Linked DNA regions of Drosophila melanogaster: region 1 is linked to region 2. Evidence: chromatin contacts called from public Hi-C data. All regions are on one chromosome and are shown on one strand. The core of a region is the stretch at or near the end of the contact, and the rest is flanking DNA. Distances in the headings are between cores, read along the strand shown.

Region 1 (6,550 bases), core at 3,939-6,438, 52 kb before region 2:
TCGGTTCATCGTGCATCGCATCTCATCTCTTAGCCATTTAGTCCAGTCAGTCAGTCAGGGTGGTCAAAACGTTAAAATCTGAGCCCCTTTTAACGTCTTGGTTGCATTTAGAGCAGCACCACCCAAAAACTAAAGCCCAACAAACATTATACACTCATTCACAACACTCGCCCACAAAGGAGAACTTAAATCAAAATTGAAAGTTAGTTAAGGAAATTAAGAGCATTTGAAACCAACCTACTTAGCTGCTAAGCATTGTAAATACCTATTACTTACGCCGTGTTATAGTTCAACTTACTAAATATAATACGATTACGATAATTGAAATGTAAATTGAGCAACACAAATTGCAAATTGAAGCCACCAAAGAATTGAATTTTCGCATGTAAGTCGAACAAGTAAACTAAAAAGTATTTAATTAAACCAAAGCTAAGACTAAGTGTAGACCGAGTAAAAACCCCCCTTTCTTACCCTCACCAAAAAAAAAAAAAAAAAACAACAACAAGCAACAATAGTCGAAAACTTTTAGCATTTAGGCAATCATATATCATAGTTGAACTTAACTAAAGAAATGGCAATTCATCCCAAAAACTATGTGTACATTTTCTGAGAATAGCCAAACGACAAAACACCAAGAACTAAGACGCATTTAAAATCATTAAGTTTCATTGTTTTTCTACCACCACACCAGTTGAGTTTGAGCAAACGTATGTAACATTTACCCATTGTATGGGGGACACGTTGTTTTCCTAAGATCTTGTAGCCTAAGTGAAACTTATAATATAGAGCATACGATACATAATGACTACGAGAACTAAATTAAAACTATTAGCTAAGCGAATACATATGTCCAGTAGAAAGGACAATAAAGATTTAATTGAAATTATATAGTACGATTACAATTACCACTAAATGGCCGACGAGAAATATCTCCCGAGGCTCCAAACTCGAACTCATCAAAACCAAGCTAAAGCTAAACAAACAAAATACTAAAAAGAAACCTTTTAAAAATTACTCTCGTTAAGCGAATCACAAAAAACACAAAAAAAAAAAACAGTGCGCTGAGGCAGAAATCATAAATGAATAATAAAAACCGAAAGTATTCTTAAATTCTTTAAATGCATTTGTCGAATTATTTGTTGTCGCCATGCACTCCGCATGCCGGCAAATATTTGGGAATCTCAAGTGGCATCGCAGTGAAGAAATGAGTGAAAATCCTCAATAAATTCAGCAAAGTTCATTTGGGGCGTTTTAAATGGCATCTTAATTTCCTGTATGCGCAGACGCCGCCACGAAAAAAGGACCGGCATTTCGGCTCCTCAGCGTATTGATTTTCTCCAGCAGCCTTGACATTGCCGTGCTGTCAAAGTCAGTCATTAAAAATGCAGTCGAACAAAGGGCGAGATAGCTACCAAATATAGCACACTTTTGGGCGAAGGCGTTAAATGGTAAGTATATTACAAATGCACAGCACACCTTTGGGCGCATGTACAATTTTATTCCATCACTTTATGGGTAGAAAACAATCAAAATGCTTCGGTGAATAAAGGTTTAAGACTGTGAGCCTTTGAAAAATATTAAATATAAACGTTAACTAACCTTTAAGTTTCACTTTTAATCCTTAAAGAATGTATACACAATTCTATTATATTTTGTGTATTTTATTCAATGATCGATTTTATTTATGTATGTTACAGACAGAAAACACGCAACATGCCTCTACTTATAGTAAAATACTAAGAATAGATAAGGCAATGACAGATAACTTTAAATTGATTGAAAATTATGAATCCATAAATCATCTGAAGAAATTAGCACGTTTTTAGACTGAATCACACATCTTTTTCAAGTCTAATGCATTCGCAGAAAGAACAAAATTGATACTTGTGCGTACAAAGTTTAACTAGCTAAATGGAAATCCCGAACCGGACACAATTATCACACTTTGTTGACTCAATCTCGGGGCGATTCATTAACAATGTGTGTACTTTATACTCTTTAAAGAGAGAGAGAGAGAGAGATGAGCATAAAACTAAACAAGTTCCTGTGTGATCAATTGTTGTGCGAGCGCAATTAAATAATTAGCGCCAAATGCGAGCTCTTAGCGCCGCGGAGCAGCAACAGTCTCATTAATCAGAAACGCGCCAGCAGCATGCAAAGTTTGTCAAGCCAGTTTGTTTGCCCAGTTCGTCTGTCAGTCCGTCTCTCAGTCTGCCAGTCAGCCAGGTGCTAATTACACACGTGACGCCGGTTGGCGAGAGGCAAAAACTGGGCTACCTTAGTAGGTACAACTTTCCTGCAACATAAAAAATAAAAAAATCAAATACAACCGAAAACATTCACACACAGCGAGCCTGCGGGCTGAGTCCAAATGCCACAGCCACAGTACTAATTGTTTCAGTTGTTGCTCCCAAAACTCGTGCAGCGTTTATCAACCGGGTCAGAGGTCGCTGGCAACAACATTTTGCAGCGGCATTAGAAAAAATGAAAAGCACCCGCGAATAATTGTCACGGAACAGAAACAAGAAGCTACACAAACGCAGCCAGCTCGTTTGTTCCTATGGCAAAATATAGAGATGGCTACATGAGTTGTGCAAGTTTTAATTAGTTAATTTAACGCCTGGCACCAACAGGAGTCCCGTTGCACGTTGCGTATGAGTAATGAGCGCGCTGGCTCAGTCGGGCAACGAGTCGTATGCGTGATACGGAAAGACGTCTAAATACGTTCACAGAGCAATTAAATATGTTCAAAATGAAATCAAAATGAAATAGGACTCGTAAAGCTAGTTCCAATAGTTTTAGGCTTGCAAAGGATTGATTAAAAAAAAATTAATTTCTACTCGAATTAAATTACATTTAACAAATTAAATCAATCAATCTAAGGTTAAACAATCATTGCTAATTGATCTGATTCATCTGCAATTCATGATTTATACGTGTAATTTTTTTCACTGCACAGAATATGTAAGCCAGCTACCCTTAATGTGTATTTCTTGAAGCTGTCAACATTTTGCCAACGCTTGAACTTTCGCAACAAGCCGAGCAAAACGGTTGCTGGCGAAGGTAGTAGGGGGGGGGGGGTGTAGTGGCAAATGGAGGGATGGGACTTTTGCGGTTGGCTGTGCTAAGTAATTTCCCCTTGCGGATGCAACTAATTACTAAACATTTCGCATAAAATTCGCAACTTGACAGCCTCTAACTGCATGGCTAAGGACACGCGCCCACACCCACAGGACATCAACTTGTACATGTCTATGTGGGTGGGTGGTCTTATGTGGGCGGTGTTATGGTGGTGTTGCGATGTGGGCGGACCAAGGATGGGCGTTGGTGGCATGTTATCAACGAATCTAACATGCGGTTTGTGCTAATTCACTGGCACAACCAAGCCAACCGCCAAACAGACGACCACCGCCCTGCTTAGCGGTCATAAAGTAAGCGCTATTCCCAGATAGAAAGGATGAGATGGAGGAGCTATAAGAGCTGTTGGAGCTGTTGGTGGGAGGTTGACAGCACTTCCGCTGGAGATGATTAGCCGTGCTACCCACACAAGCACTAGCAGACAGACAGTCTACCAACGCCGACTGGACTAGAAATTCAGGCCCAAGCCGAGAAAAATAATCGTAAAATAGCTGAAATTATTTAACACTGTTTCGCATTTAATGCAAAAACTTTTCTTTGGCTGCGTAGAAATTGTTGCCGGAAGTTGGCCACCAAGTTGCAAAGTCGGCAACATGCAACTGGCCGCAAAAACCAACAGTATGAGCGACAAACGAAGCGATTAATAGTGAATACACTGGCAGGAAAGTTTGCCATGCTTATAAGCTAAGTTTATTGGTCCAGAATTAACCAAAAGTGGAGAAACATATTTAGCAAGCTTACTATGTATTTTTTACACAGCTTCCTTATGAATCATACACTTTAAATAAACTGAACCTTTTTTTTTTGGTGACAGAGAGGTACGGATTTTCTCAGTGTGGCATGTATGGCAGTTGCTCCTTGAACCTGCCGCCAAAATAAAGCATTTATCCGTGTTGCAATGGGAGTGCAAAACATGTGTAGTTAAGAAGTACAACCAACGCGTTGTTAGACGTATAATTAACGGCTCGACTCTGGTATATGAGTCACTCCTGGTTGGGGCCAATAGGAAAGGAAATTCCCCGCACCTCAAAAGGGCCAGAAAAGCCCTTCATTGCGCCACTCCCCCCACTTTTCAGCCATCCCATGTAATTGGGCAAAGGGCAGTGTCGACAATTGTTGTTTGTTTATCCACGTTTTAGCGTTGCATGTGTTAATTATATCGCATTACGTTGCCATGTTTGCACTGGCATTTCGAATATGTATTTTCATTTTGCTGCCAGCCAAACGGGGCAAATGCACTCTGGCTGCACCGCGTGGTGTAGAATCCGTATATCCATTTCTTTGGCCACTGGTCAGTGGATCGATTGGAGTTCGGTCTTGTTGGCTTGTGGGCTGTGGGTTGGGTATCCAAAAAATATGGCTAAAACCGGCTTTGTGCCACCGCAGCCAGTGCGTAAACAAACCCACAATATTTGCCTGTGCGGCCAAGAGATGTTCGTTCATTTAAGTTGTATTGATACCCAGTAATCGTAGATGGTGAGGGTATATGGTTTTATTTTGGCTTCTTTGCTGCAAGAACATAATGTCTTTATACCATTAAGAACGAAGATAAAAACTTCAGACTTTAAAGCTACTAAATATATTACATTAAAATTAAGTTTGGCTCATCACAATGAACAAATGTAAACAATCAATATACTATTTATTCAGTATATTGCCGGTTTTTGCAAAGTTAAGAAATTTCAATGTAGCTTTTGAAATCCCCATAGATCATATGTTTCCAAGGACATCTGTGCAGTGATCAAAAAGTGATAATCATCAGCTGTGCACCCAATTCCTGGGTACTTCCCAGTCGGTTATCAAGCTTGAGTCATTCCTTCTTGACTCTTTCTGATTTAGTGGAATCAATGCGATTGGGACTTTGGCTGCGAGATGCTGACGCCGGCGGAACGCTGGCGGTACGCCCAGCAGAGCAGCTGACGCTGCGCTGCCGTCACCGTCGACTGCGGCGTTTTACGAACCTTCCGCGACGACGAACAAGATCGAGCCAACACGCTGAGGAGAAATAAATGCCGCCCAAGAGGCAGCCGCGCAGCTGGAGATGAAAACAAACCCGTCGTGGCGCTCGCAGACACAAGACGCAGTTCGCAGTTCCGAATCGATCGATCCGTGCAGCACTCAAAATCCACATCCACTTCAGTCCACTTCAAAATCGCACCCGAAACCGAGTTTTGAATTTGTGAGAAAAACAAAAACAGAAGAAAAAAAGTAAGAAGAAAACGGAAGCCAACTACTATCGCCGTCGCAAAACGCAAATGAAATTATTATTTTTAATATTATTATTATTATTATTTGCTTGTCATCTCGGCGTGCCACAAAAACACAATTTATTCACCCAATGCAATATAAATAATTGTGGGGAGAGAAAACAACGAGGTAGTGGAAAAAGTGTAGGCGATAAATGGAAAATTGATTGAACAAGTTCGGCATTATCACAGGGGCTTTGCAATCACGCGATCCGGCTGACCGAGAGTTCAATCGAAATCGAGGCATTTACATAACCCTTTCTGGGCTCGCGATGGCCCTTGGGTCACTCGTGCGGACGTGACGGAAATATATGATAACGAAGGTCGAATATTCGACCAGCCACCCACCGAACTTGGGATATGGAAAATTTTCGTATGCCTCTTATTTCGAAAAATTGCGCGACCAAACTGACAAAACTAAGCGGAAAATTTGAACAAACAAGCTGGGGTGATGGGGTTGGGTGTTGGTCAGCGAAAATGCCCCTCCTTTTCGAAGAAATTGAATATCCAACCTGACAATGGCAATAAAACGGCCGATTTGATGTGTGCTTTTTATGGCCTATAGTTTTCGGATTTTGATAAATTAATACGAAACGCCAAATATTGTATTTACGAACTTTTCACATGGTCGGGGCCATTAATTCTGGACTGGACCCCTGGGCTCGCTCATTAGCAATGCAAACGAGCTACCAAAATATAATCTAAACGGTTTTTAGACAAACTTTTCAAATATGCCACATAAAGCGCTAAATACTCGTAGTCAGCTGCCAGTGGAACGAACAGGTTCTCTCGAAAACGCCTCACTCTGACTAATTGAAAACAGATTTCGACCAGGGGGATATTTTACAACAAATACATATATTCATATTTGATTATGTAAATGCATCAACGAAATCACCGAAAAGATCTGTCCAACTTATTCCGGTCCATTCTCTGGTGGCAAATAAATTAGTGTTCGTGTTCGTGTTCGTCCATACAACTACACACTACAAAGACCATATAAATGCGAATCTGGGAAATTAATAACCGATGACAATGGGGACAGGGAGTGCGGGGGCCTTGAGCTTGAGCCCTACATATAGCCAGGTGCAATTACCTGGTCCCCAGTGTGCTGTGTCACAGTTTCCGCAAATTATATTAGTCGCTCGTAGTCGCTCGGCCGGCTT
Region 2 (5,901 bases), core at 3,245-5,744:
GCAATATGTTTACCCACATTTACGTTTGTAGTGCAGGTATGAGTAATGGATTCATTGGCCTCCTCGGCAGAAAAGAAGGGGGAAACACCAGATATCTTGCTATCGCTCGTCTTCTCTGCATCATTGAGCGAGGTGTCGCCCTCGCTATCCGACAGCTCCATTATCAGACTATGCTTGTTGATGGCCTGCAGCAAGTGGGATGTCCCCGTGGCCACCGAGCCCATTCCGTTGTTTTGTCCACTTGAAACAGAACCGAAGTCATTCAGTTTCTTCTCTGACCCAAAAGACAGGTGCGAAGTAAGCGACAAAAGCTGGCCCGGCGTGCGGGCGTTTAAATTCGGTGAGCAGTTTATAAGGTCTGATATTTCCAGATCTCTTCGCATATCGATTTTGCTCAACCCAAAATCAGTAAGCTTCACATGGCCACTGGAGGAGAGCAACATGTTGTCCGGTTTAATATCTCTGTGGACAATTCCGTGCTGATGCAGATACTGCAGCGCCATCACCATCTCGGCCACGTAGAACCGGGCCGTGGGCTCGTCAAAATACCCAAACATGGCCAGCAGTGACTTGAGATCCCCGCCCACCATGTACTCCATCACCAGGTAGACGTAGGAGAGCGATTGCAGGGAGTAGAAGAGACTGACACAGAACTGAGAGCGGGAGAGGGCCAGGGCATTCCGCTCCGTGATTACCTGGGACACCATGTTCTTGTTGATCATCTCTGACTTGCGCATCACCTTGATGGCGAACAGCCGCTTCGAGTCGTTGTTCTTGTAGCCCAGGAAGACTTTTCCAAAGGCGCCGCGGCTGATTGGCTTAATGATGACAAAATCCTTGATAGTGGGAAGCTGTATAAGAAAGCGAATGTATCCATTACTATATAATAAAGTGACCTAAGTGGTGGTGGTAATTCTTATAGCCCAAGGCAGAACAAAGGAAAATAATATAGCTAAAGTTAGACATAGAAAAACTTCAGTTCTAGATATAAAAAATAAAAAATCTTAAAAAAGCATATGTGTATATATATAATTGGATAAAAGAAGATATATGTACATCAATAGCCAGTAAAAGGAAATGAAGAAAGGAGCTATGTAAAAAAAACAGAAGATAAATAGAACTGTAAAAATGTTTTTGAAATGGAAATCCTATATAACATCACATTTGAACGTACATATGTTTTTCGTTTTTCCTATAATACATAAACATAACCTTTTCATTAATTCTTGAACATGTACTGCCCTTTTTTAATCAATTTACATAAACACTGTGTTTAGAGGCATTTCAAATTTTCTTGATTAGCAACCGTGGCTAACTGTAAACCACCCACGTGTGGTAATCGCCAGTTTGCGATTCCTCCGCGTACCTTGGCATTCTGGGAGTGATTCTCCGGCTTGGTGGTAAGGATGTTGATCTTGTCCAGCAACTGCTCACTGTCGATCAGCGAGTGGGTCTTCTTGGGGGTTTTGTAGTCGATGTGGACATCCGATTGCGAAGTCGCATCGGCGTTTTCCATATCTTCCAGGTTTCCGACGGTCAGAGTGCGATTTTCTCGCGGTTTCGCACAATATATACAATTATCGTACAGAGATATACAATGTATAGAATTCGATATAGACCTGAATGCTATTAGCTTGTTTATTGCACAATTTTTATTTCAAACACACATTTAAAACAGCGCGTCTATTTTCTATGACCTGAACTAGAGGTGAAACTAATTCGATTCTTAGTATTATCGATGTTTCTAGAAATTTGACAACATCGATGTTATTGCAGTTTAAAATTAAACGATTTTTTAAACTAAAATTAAATATTACCAAAAAGAAATGCATATTAGTAAGATACCGGTTGAATATTTCAAGTAAATTTATTCAAATATTTCTTTATGCATATATATAAAAGTAGATATACACAAAAATGTTAAAAATGTAACAGTTAGTAACTATTGATAAATGGTTAGGCTTTTATTAATTTGATTTAAATATTATTTTTTTTTAAGAAACACATAGCAGGATCACCATATCACCATCACCATTATGAACAGTCGATAATTCCCGATAGCTATAAATTGTTATCGAATCCCAGCTCGCTTTGCAACACTTGCGTTCCACCTGGAATTTATTTACGTGCTGAAATTCGAAGTTTTTTTTGTGATAAAACAGCACTCCATGAATGAAAGTGTGTTCCGGATACAGCCAAACAGACAGTGAGCAATGCGCCATACCCTGTCATCAAATAGCAGCCGCCCAGAGTGAGGATCCGCTTGCCAATCCGTCAGAGAAATCCCCGCCAAGATGATGCCATACCTTCGCCGCCTTTTCAGCCAGGAGCTCTCTCCGGCTGCTCAGGGCGATTTTCTGGGCTGCTTGCAGCAGGCGCCCAGTGTCCTGGCCACCGGATTCCCTGGAGCACCCGCACTGGAGAGCCTAAGTTGGTTACACAACCTAGCGCCGTGCTTCCCGCTGCGAGGCGATCAAATTCAGGTCATCCACGAGCCAAAGCACTTCTACGAAACGCTGGTGCAACGAATCGGTCAGGCCAAACGCCGTATAGTGCTGGCCAGTTTGTACCTGGGCACTGGGCAACTGGAGAACGCAATGGTTCAGACGTTGCGTCACAGCCTGGAGCAACAGTCTGCCCTGAGGCTCAACGTGCTGTTGGACTTTACACGCGGCACGCGGGGAACCCTCAACTCCAAGACCATGTTGCTACCCCTGGTCCGCGACTTTGCGAGCCAGGTGCAGCTATCCCTGTACCATACGCCTGATCTGCGCGGGATGACAAAGCGACTAGCACCGCCACGGTGGAATGAGCTTCTCGGACTACAGCACATGAAGGTCTACCTGTTCGACGATGCCGTGATCATATCAGGCGCCAATCTGTCCAATGACTACTTCACCAACCGGCAGGATCGATACATACTCATTGAGGACAAACCGTTGGCGGATTTCTATGCGCAGTTCATCGAACGCGTTCAAGAGTTTAGTTTGGCAGTGGCGCCAGATGCCAGCGAGGGACTGCACCGCAACTGGCGAATACTGCCGTACGAGGGCACCAAGGAGCAGTTTATCCAGCTTGCCCGTAAACGTATTTCCGATTTAGTGCAGGAGACGTTTCAGCGGCAGGCGCGAACTAAAGAGCAGAATCCGCAGGCAGACACATGGATTTTTCCGCTGCTTGAGATGGGCCAGATCGGCATTCATCACGACAGCGTGGTGACCAAGCGGCTGCTCTCCAACTGCTTGTCTGGATCACGGCTGAAACTGGCCACCGGGTACTTCAACCTGACGCAGGAGTACATGGACACGCTCACGCACAAGTGCCTGGCCCAATGCAGCATACTGATGGCTCATCCAAATGTGAGTGGCTATCAGTAATTAGTTGACCAATAGTAACCCGATTTAATTCATTTTCCAGGCAAACGGCTTTCAGGGTGCCAAAGGACCAGCGGGCGGAATTCCGGCTGCCTACACACTGATAGCCAAGAGTTTCTACGAGAGCCTGGTCCGCCGGAAGCAAAACCACCGCGTTAACTTCTTCGAGTACGAAAAGCCCGGCTGGACGTACCATGCTAAAGGACTGTGGTACTACCTGCCAGAGGCAATACTGCCAAACCTCACGCTGATCGGCTCTTCGAACTTTGGCGAGCGATCGGTGAACCGCGATCTGGAGACACAGGTGTGCCTTGTGACGGCTAATAAGGATCTAAGCCAGCGGCTGCAGGCGGAAGCTGACCGGCTGTACGATCTGTCACAGACGGCGGAGCGGGAAATCGTCCAACGACCCGTTCCGCGATGGGTCCAGGCCGTCGTTCGCATATTCAGGAATTTCTTCTAGGCTCTTCGATATAGTAGTTTAATTTTTTTCGTTCTTTGTTAAGCCCCATATCCCAGGTAGTTAATTTAGTTTTATAATTCGTGTTTAATCTTTGCCCTGGGCAAGTGTTTCTATTGCTGGTAATTGTTGATTTTGTACACACGCTAAAGTTTGTTAAATAATAAAGAGAATCGAGGGCATGCAGAAGGAAAAATACCACGCTGTGTTCTAATCACCAGGGGGATCATCATTTTAGAATCAAGTGCATATGTTATAAATATTTGTACTATCTATATGTACTTTCATTTAGTTTTAATAATTTTTGGTGCTGATAATAATCATGCGTTCAAAATTAAATATCCCGCCCATCTGTGAATAGTGATGGACGCCTAACGATGGTTTACCGCTTTGGAGAGGCAGAAATAATCGGATAGACCAATGTTTTTAGCTATTTTCAAGAATGTATTTCGAACTTTGTTGAAAAAAGTTGCAATTTGTTTAATTATTATTTTCAGATGTCCTCAATGTGTTTACCAATTTTGTTAAAAGAAATTTAAGAGCAAAGTCTAAGCAAAAATTTAACTCTTCGAAATACTCTGCTAAGTTTAAGCTTTTAACCAATTGTTGAACGAAAAGTCCCAGTTTGATTATCGCTTCTTTGCCACCTCTAAAGCTCTCTCTTTTTTCACTCTTCAAAAACGCCGGGCGACTTGAGTGGCTCGAAGACTTTAGTTAGCTGCTTTTTTTGGCCCGGTAAGACGTACGACAAAGTGCTTACCTGCGTGCCAAGTTCGGGAGCGCGTTAAACGTTATGTGTTTGCTCGCCGTGAAAGTTAAATTAAAATAAATCTGATTATCGCCAAAGGCAAAACAAAAAGAAAAATAAAAACGCGGCGCGTGCTTACTAAAGTGCAAGTGTGTGTTGGTGCTGGATTGCGATAGTGTTTGTGCACTGGCGGCTGGCTGAGCATGTGTGCGTGTGAGCAGCAAATTCCAAGAATATAACAAAAGCAGAAAAAACAGAGTTTTGCAAAAATGTCAAACAGGCGAAGAGTGCGAACAATTGATTATCTGGCGCTGCAGCAGAGTTTGCGTTTGCAAAAGACACCGGCAGCAACAACAAATGCAGAGGAGCAGGTGGCAAGGGAGGAGGAGAATGGCAATGGGCATCATAGTACCGTTACAGCTGAAACGCCACCCACACCACCCATCCCGCCCATTCCGCCCATACGATTACGACGCGAGCAGAGCGTCGAGGAGGATGTTGCAAGGTGAGCAGAGCACACCAGCGGTTTTCGAATTGCTGGGCTTTTCCCAACACAAACAGAAACAAGAAAGTCTGCATTGGCACGTAACTAACAAGCGCTCTCTTTCCCATTTCCTCTCCCCCTCTTTTAACATATCTCTGTCGCGGCTCTGCTCTCAAAGCCATATTTGCGGGGTTTCCCTCTCATTCGCTCTCGCATTTCTTCTCTCTCGCTGTGCATTTCACCAGTTTTAATTGTTTAAACGTAAACAACGTGTTTTTTGACCACGTTATCTTGTTGTTGGCCTGGGTGGCTCAACGAACCCCAGAATTTAGCGAACTGCAAGACAGGCACAAAAAATGAACAGCAACAAATTGCGAATTCTGCCTGAAATTAAACACTTTGTGTGCAGCGCAATTAAAATTCTGCACAGGTGCACTGCAAAAATTGGATCACATTTGTGTAACGCATACTCGTCGAACACGTAATATATTTAGAAATTTTTGTGGAAATTTTAGTAGATTGAGATTGAAACCAAATCTTGAAGTCTAAACGCTCCTTTATGTAACAGTAACGATTGTTTTCAGTGATCAACAAGTTTTCTCACTTACAAGAGAGCACCCTTCATAAATATTTTAAACTGATTTTAATGTGTTCAAATAAAAAAGCAATAATTGCTAGGTATTACATTACAAAAACTAAGTTTCTTTATAATGCATGTTATATTCGCTCTGCGTCGTTTTTCGTAGTATTTCGGCATTTATCATAGTCATATTTTTGTGTGGGGCCGCCTCAAGTCTTCCAAGATATTTGCTGATAACGCTGACGGTGGACTGAT

The links. A called contact is a pair of places that touch in the nucleus more often than the background predicts.
Region 1: a contact with region 2 is called in a Hi-C map of the S2 cell line, with 2.3 times the contacts expected there. A contact is called at or near these places in 7 of 107 Hi-C or Micro-C datasets (the Clone 8 cell line, the Kc167 cell line, the OSC cell line and 2 more) and 2 of 7 datasets of targeted methods (the Kc167 cell line and the S2 cell line).

What each region holds. Positions count from the first base shown.
Region 1 is chr3R:18,793,807-18,800,356 of dm6, reverse strand. It overlaps CG7720, which reads left to right and starts at 5,188. Exons shown (of 11, transcript NM_142496.4): 1 at 5,188-5,346. Octalpha2R (alpha2-adrenergic-like octopamine receptor) reads left to right here. Exons shown (of 3, transcript NM_142497.5): 3 at 1-1,077.
Region 2 is chr3R:18,742,187-18,748,087 of dm6, reverse strand. It overlaps Mekk1 (Mekk1,), which reads left to right and starts at 4,494. Exons shown (of 7, transcript NM_169833.2): 1 at 4,494-5,087. The coding sequence starts at 4,852. It overlaps PGS1 (Phosphatidylglycerophosphate synthase 1), which reads left to right and starts at 2,047. Exons shown (of 2, transcript NM_142494.3): 1 at 2,047-3,359; 2 at 3,418-4,025. The coding sequence starts at 2,295. The coding sequence ends at 3,837. It overlaps gwl (greatwall), which reads right to left and starts at 1,718. Exons shown (of 6, transcript NM_080121.4): 1 at 1,367-1,718; 2 at 18-851. The coding sequence starts at 1,516.